Linked DNA regions of Lactuca sativa: region 2 is linked to region 1. A link is a contact called in public Hi-C data. All regions are on one chromosome and are shown on one strand. The core of a region is the stretch at or near the end of the contact, and the rest is flanking DNA. Distances in the headings are between cores, read along the strand shown. Region 1 holds the start of LOC111892106 (putative kinase-like protein TMKL1). Region 2 holds the start of LOC111889949 (U-box domain-containing protein 52).

Region 1 (3,089 bases), core at 180-2,679:
GGTTTTTAGATATGTTTAGTGGGAGAGACTTTAGCACCAGCGGCTCGTGTGTAAGATTTATTCGTTTAGATCGAGGTGAGCCTCTTCACAGTACTCGTAGGTCGAAGGCACCAATGTTGGCCCACTGGATTATGTTTGTGGGATGCTAGATGTCTTTGTGACTCTTGCATGTGTTATTTGGGCAGGGGCCGTTATATATCATTTTGGGCGGGGCTGTTATGTAGCTTCGGCGGGGCCTGTTTATATGTATGTTGTATGTGGTATTTTGGGGGAATTCATTAAGCTTTGTGCTTACGATTCATGTTTATTGTTTCAGGTTCTTTTGGTTCCAAAGGGAAGAGCTCGATGTGATTGCATTGCATGAAGCAACCACCAGTGTTCTGCATTTTATGATTTGATTTATACTCTGATAATTATATGACATGTTTTTATACTTTGATGGGATTTTGGATCAAATGATTGATTGTTTTGGGTTGACTTAAAGAAAATTTTTTACCTAGTATTTTAGGACGTTACATAAATTTTTAAAAATAACATAAAGATGCAAAATACCAAGATGCATAGAACATGATTTTGTATTTCTTGGCATCTTGAAAAGACTTCTCTAACATGTACTTTGACGTTATCAACCCTGGAATAACAACACATGCCCTAGGGCCCATTGGGGGATCAAACCACCCAACAAAACAAGAGTTTGCTATGACCCGAAAACAACATTAAAATTTGCGACATGGGTTAGAAATTGACGATTACTACTTGTGAACTGCAACCACAAATCACCTTTTTTTGTATCCCGGAACAAAACATCAAATTACGGAAAAATTCTTCACATGTCATAAAACACCATATCATCTCAGGCATTTTGTGGTATTCCATGGTTTATTTCTAATGGTATTTGGGATACACACAAGTTAACAATAAGATTATTGAAAATTTAACAAAAATAAAAACTACTAGAAATTTGAAATCCATACATAATCGGGATATACATTGTGGACATGTTCTCTGTATTTTAGAGATTCTCTTCATATTCCAGACTATGTGTTAACATAGATAGACATAAAATCTAAGTAGTTGCATATATGAAACTAACATGGTTCATGGAAGTAAAACTTTAGACTTTGAGTTTCAATGTTTTTTTTTTCTTTTTTTAGATTTTTCCGAATGATATTTCGGTATACGAGATCTCCCAATTTATATAGGATTATTGGATTAAAGGAAAAAAGCTTTGACCCGTTCTCATCTATTTTGGATGTGATATTGCAAAGGAATTAATCATTTTTCAAAAACTATTTTTTTATTAATTTCTTGAAAGTTAACTAAAAACATCGTAGTTTAGTTAACGAGAAATTAAATATCCCAATTTATAAAAAAGTATTTAGTGTTTCGACAATGTAAATATTTAATATTTAGAGGGTTCTTTAATGTACCTAGAAAAATGATATGATTCCATTGACTATGTCCCACATCTTTCTTCTCTTCTCTGTCTGCTCTTCAAAAAAGGAAGGAAAGAAAAGCTTCTTTTCCCATTCATTCTGTCCTTCTTACTTCTGTTCATCTTTCACAAAACATCAAACACCAACTTCCACCTCCATCCAGATCTTCTCTAATATTTATCACCAAAATGGGTGAAACTTAAACCTTAAAACCCGACCCAGATCCGATTTCATCTTCTTCCACAACAATCTTTAGTTCTTTTTCTCCAGATCCGAATGGAGAAGAAAAACATACTCATACTGGTTATCACACTGTCCTCTTCTTTTCTGTTATTTGTTCTCATTTTCTTGATTTGGTTGTGTAGAAGAAAAGGGTCTGCAAGAGATGAATCATGGGATAAAGAAGCGAACCCTGAATGTAAAGAAATTGATGTTGAAGAAGTGGACATGAAAGGGGATTTGATTCGGTTCGAAGGTGGTGAAGATCTCACTTGTTTTGATATTTTAGATGCTCCTGGTGAAGTGATTGGGAAATCAAGTTATGGGACTTTGTATAGAGCTAATTTGTTGAGTGATTCGGTTTTGTTGTTGAGATTCTTGAGACCAGCTTGTTGTACTGGAAAGGTACAAGATGTGATGCATGTGGTACAAGTTTTGGGGTCGATTCGGCATCCAAATTTGGTGCCTCTTTCTGGGTTTTATTCTGGGCCTCGAGGTGAAAAGCTCTTCGTTCATCCCTTCTACAGAAGAGGAAATTTGGCTCAGTTTATCAGAGGTGATTTCTGAATTTCTTTACGCAAAATTTCGTTTATTTTATCTTTTTCGTTTCTTGTGCATGATTAAAAAAAAAGATTCGATTTTTTTCTTTTGGGGTTTCTTTAAAATTTTGAATAAATGATGCGCCTTTTGGGTAATGATAATCTCGACAAAAAAGAGAAGAAAATTAAAAATTCATGAGAGAAAAAGCTGCAAGTAGCAGTTTATGCATGGAAATGAGTTAAATGGTTGTACTGTACAACTATTATGTGCGTGTATCGTTGTTGTACATGGCCTTGCTTTGGTAAAGATTCGAACTTTATGGATTTCTTGCATCATCTGTTTCTTTCACCTTTTTGCTTTTGCTTTTGATATTCATATTTGTTTTCTATCATATGTCTGTTTGAATTGGGTCAAGGCTGTGTTATTGCACACTTCAAATAGTAGTCAACATTACTTATTTTTTTGTGTCAAAATCAACAAGATTTTTTTTTGATACATTGGAAAATTATAACTGCAGACTAATTGTATTAAACAGGACCATTGTTCTTTATGAATCCTAATTGCAGACTAATTTTATAATCTAAGATAACTTTTCTGACCATAAAAAGTCAAAATTTGTCTGTAGGGGTTAATTATTACTTATATAGTGAAATTATTTTATATTTGATTGGAAATAACAGCATGTGAGTAGGGTTTGCCTGGTCATTTTAGTCATCTATTTTAGATCCTTGTCTTTATCATATTATCTTCGTATATTTAATCTCCTTCACAGTTCACATGCTGCCCATTTATATAATAACGCATCATATCAATTTGTTGACAAAATTTGGCTTTTCAAAATGTCAAACGTGTTAACTTTTCTCACTTTAACCTCAATTTAATTTTAATTTAGCA
Region 2 (3,089 bases), core at 293-2,792, 420 kb after region 1:
AAATGCCACATCATCATATTGAATATTATTTGACTCAACAATTGTTATTTCCGTAAAGAAAGAAGCATTTGTAAACTTTTTGACGGACCTACTGGATGAAAGATCAACTCTCAGGCCGGCTGACATTTTGGACTTTGGATGGGTCGGAGGGAAGCACACTTGTGTGGATCTTATTGGGGTCTCCCCTCTCGTCGGTTTAAGGAGCGAATGTTTCACAGCGGGGCATGCTGTGTTGAAAGCCGTCGTGTGCAGAGTGGCAAAGCATGAAAATGCATGCATTGAAAATCAACATGTGTTTATACATTTCACATTTTATACATTTAGTTTTCTCGCACCAGAGGTGGTGAAGCTCATCAACAGAGTCTAACGGGTCATGCATTCTAATGTTATATCTTCTAGATCCACAGATATTGTTTTCAAAAGAATTAGTTTTGTCATCCAGAAAGGACTAGCGGTGCAACTTGTTGCCCGGTTGACTTCCGTCGATATGTATTGACTTTTTTTTTTCATCAATATTTAATGACATTGGTAGAAAAAAAAAGTAATAATCAGCACACAAAACGCATATTAGCTTTTAGTTTTAATGTTTTATATCTATTTTAATCAAACAATTTTATAATATATAGAAAAAAAAAAAAAAAAAACTACCTTATATTTACTTGCTAGTTTTTGTCAAACTATGTTATATTAATCACTTTGATGATGAAAATAGAGTGCGGCTGAAATGATAATTTGCATCCAACAAATTCAAAACCCAAGAAATTGATGTGGTTAGAGTCGCTCTAAGTATAAGGGAGAACGTCGGTGGTGGGACTAGAGGTGTTAAAGTGTTTCACCATATATCCTTATCTCATATTTCAAAATTTAAGATTAATATTTAAAGGAGTTTTTCAATTTTGTGAAAGTACTCCTAGATTTTTTTTATCATTCTCTTTTTTATTTAACAACACTTAAAATTTAGAGATAAGTTTGCCCTTTTTCATAAAGGTTTAATCGAATTTGGTGCGAGTAATGCCGATTTAAATGTCAGATGATCTGCCGTGACATTTTGTATTTGAAGCCTCTTAGTAATATATTTTCTTTTATAGAAGACAACAAGCAACCAACACCATGGTTTTAGAAAATTTGTTACAAAAGATGTAAAGTCCATGGAAATTTACCTGCCAAAAGGTACAATTATAGAAAAGTAATGTTAAATGAGAAGTACTTTGTCACATGTTATCAAGTTGACATAAACTAATAACTTGGACCAAAATTAAATGTTTATAAAAAGATTAATTATGGATATCAAATCATCTTATCATTGTCGTTGAACAAAAAAAACACTGTGGCATTGTTAATTCCACAATTCCACAAATAAATAATAAAACAAATCCAGTTTTGGGAGGTGCGATTACGGCAAGGTTTCTCTTTAACTTAACCCCAGGGTCACTTTCAGGTTTTTGGGTCTCTTTGACACCTAATAATAAGTAACCGATTTCACGATTGATCCAATCTTTCCATGAAATTAAAGCGATTCTAGAGAGAGAAGATCACGTAATCAAAGATATTCTAGAGAGAGAGAGAGAGAGAGAGAGAGAGAGAGAGAGAGAGAGGGGGAGGGAGGGAGGGAGGGAACCTTCGATTCTTGTTGTTGTTGAAAATGCCTTCTATCAGTAATGAGTTCTTCAATCTGATTTGAAAGACTTCATATGATTTGGTATGGGCTTAAGAGCTTCGCTTTTCTTGATTATAACTTTTTACCAAACTTTAAATTCATAATTTTTATAGGTTATCAAAGATTTTTTTTCTTGGTTTTTCAGGACTCCGAAATTCTCTCACACACACTAACTCCATTCCAGTTTTCAATCTTGATGAAAAATCTTCTTGATTTTTTAACCTTTATTTCAAGAAATTGGTTGGGTGTATGAAATCGCTGCAGTTAGGTTCTCACATCGTTTCTGGGTTTGAAATTTATCTTCAAGAAACCTTTCAATTCTTTTATATCCTATGTTTCATACATTCCTATGGTTAATTTTGCAGAAAAAAATGGAGGATGAAGGAATGATTCAAGGGGTGGATAAACTAACAACGCCTTCATATTTGGTCGTTGCTTTAGCCGTCAACGGAAATAAAAAAACCAAATATGTGGTTAGATGGGCATTGGATAAATTCGTTCCTGAGGGTATTCTTCTCTTCAAATTGATCCTTGTTCGCCCTAAAATCACTCGAATCCCAACACCCAGTAAGTTTCACTTTCAAAAACCCTTCTCTTCTCATATAATTTCAAAAAAAAAAAAAAATCCTTAATTTTTTTACAGTGGGTGTTGTTCCTGCTTCACAAGTGCGAGATGATGTAGTAATTGCTTACAAAAAGGAAGTCGAATGGCAAGCATACGAAAAGCTTCTTCCTTTCAAGAACATGTGTGCCAAGAAAAAGGTTTGATTTTTATATGATTTTCTTGATTCTTGATCATAAGATTAAAGTTTTCTTTTTATTTTCAGGTGCAGGTAGAAATCTTGCAAATCGAATCAGATGATGTGGTGGATGCTATAAAACAGGAAATTGTAAAAGGCAATATTAACAAGCTTGTGATTGGAGCTTCATCGAGTGGCATGTTCTCGAGGTACCCAATTCTTTATGCACCTTTTATTCTCTTTTTCCTTTTTTTATTATTTTATTTAAATATCGATGTGTTCTTGGTGTTCCAGGGGGAAAGGTTTGTCGTCTAGAATATCTGAAAGCATTCCGAGTTTTTGTACAGTGTATGCGATTTCAAAAGGGAAATTATCATCACTCAGGGCTTCTGATTCTGATACCATTGGATCGAGTAAAGATGATAACAGTAGTGATTCAAGTTCTGTCACCAATTCTTCAAGAACAGGTACCTCGTATAATCATGAAAAAGAACACCTTTGACTTACTAGGTCAACGAGATTGATTTTCTAAGTCAATTTCGATACAAATTCTTCTATTTTCTTCAAAAAATTCACAATCCATTAAAGACTATAACAATTAGAATGAGTAGAAAGATTTTGGTATCAAATATAAATCAAGATTCATACGAATTATAATTCTGATAATTATGGATTTGACCTCAAAAGTCCAA

The links. Hi-C and Micro-C count contacts between places; a contact is called where the count stands out from the background.
Region 2: a contact with region 1 is called in a Hi-C map of leaf, with 5 times the contacts expected there. The contact joins the promoter of LOC111889949 here to the promoter of LOC111892106 in region 1. A contact is called at or near these places in 2 of 4 Hi-C or Micro-C datasets (both in leaf).

The regions. Positions count from the first base shown.
Region 1 is chr2:225,286,209-225,289,297 of Lsat_Salinas_v11, forward strand. It overlaps LOC111892106 (putative kinase-like protein TMKL1), which reads left to right and starts at 1,430. Exons shown (of 2, transcript XM_023888174.3): 1 at 1,430-2,211; 2 at 3,088-3,089. The coding sequence starts at 1,713.
Region 2 is chr2:225,702,867-225,705,955 of Lsat_Salinas_v11, forward strand. LOC111889949 (U-box domain-containing protein 52) reads left to right here and starts at 1,543. Exons shown (of 11, transcript XM_042899615.2): 1 at 1,543-1,699; 2 at 1,803-1,920; 3 at 2,023-2,224; 4 at 2,301-2,419; 5 at 2,485-2,606; 6 at 2,692-2,864. The coding sequence starts at 2,029.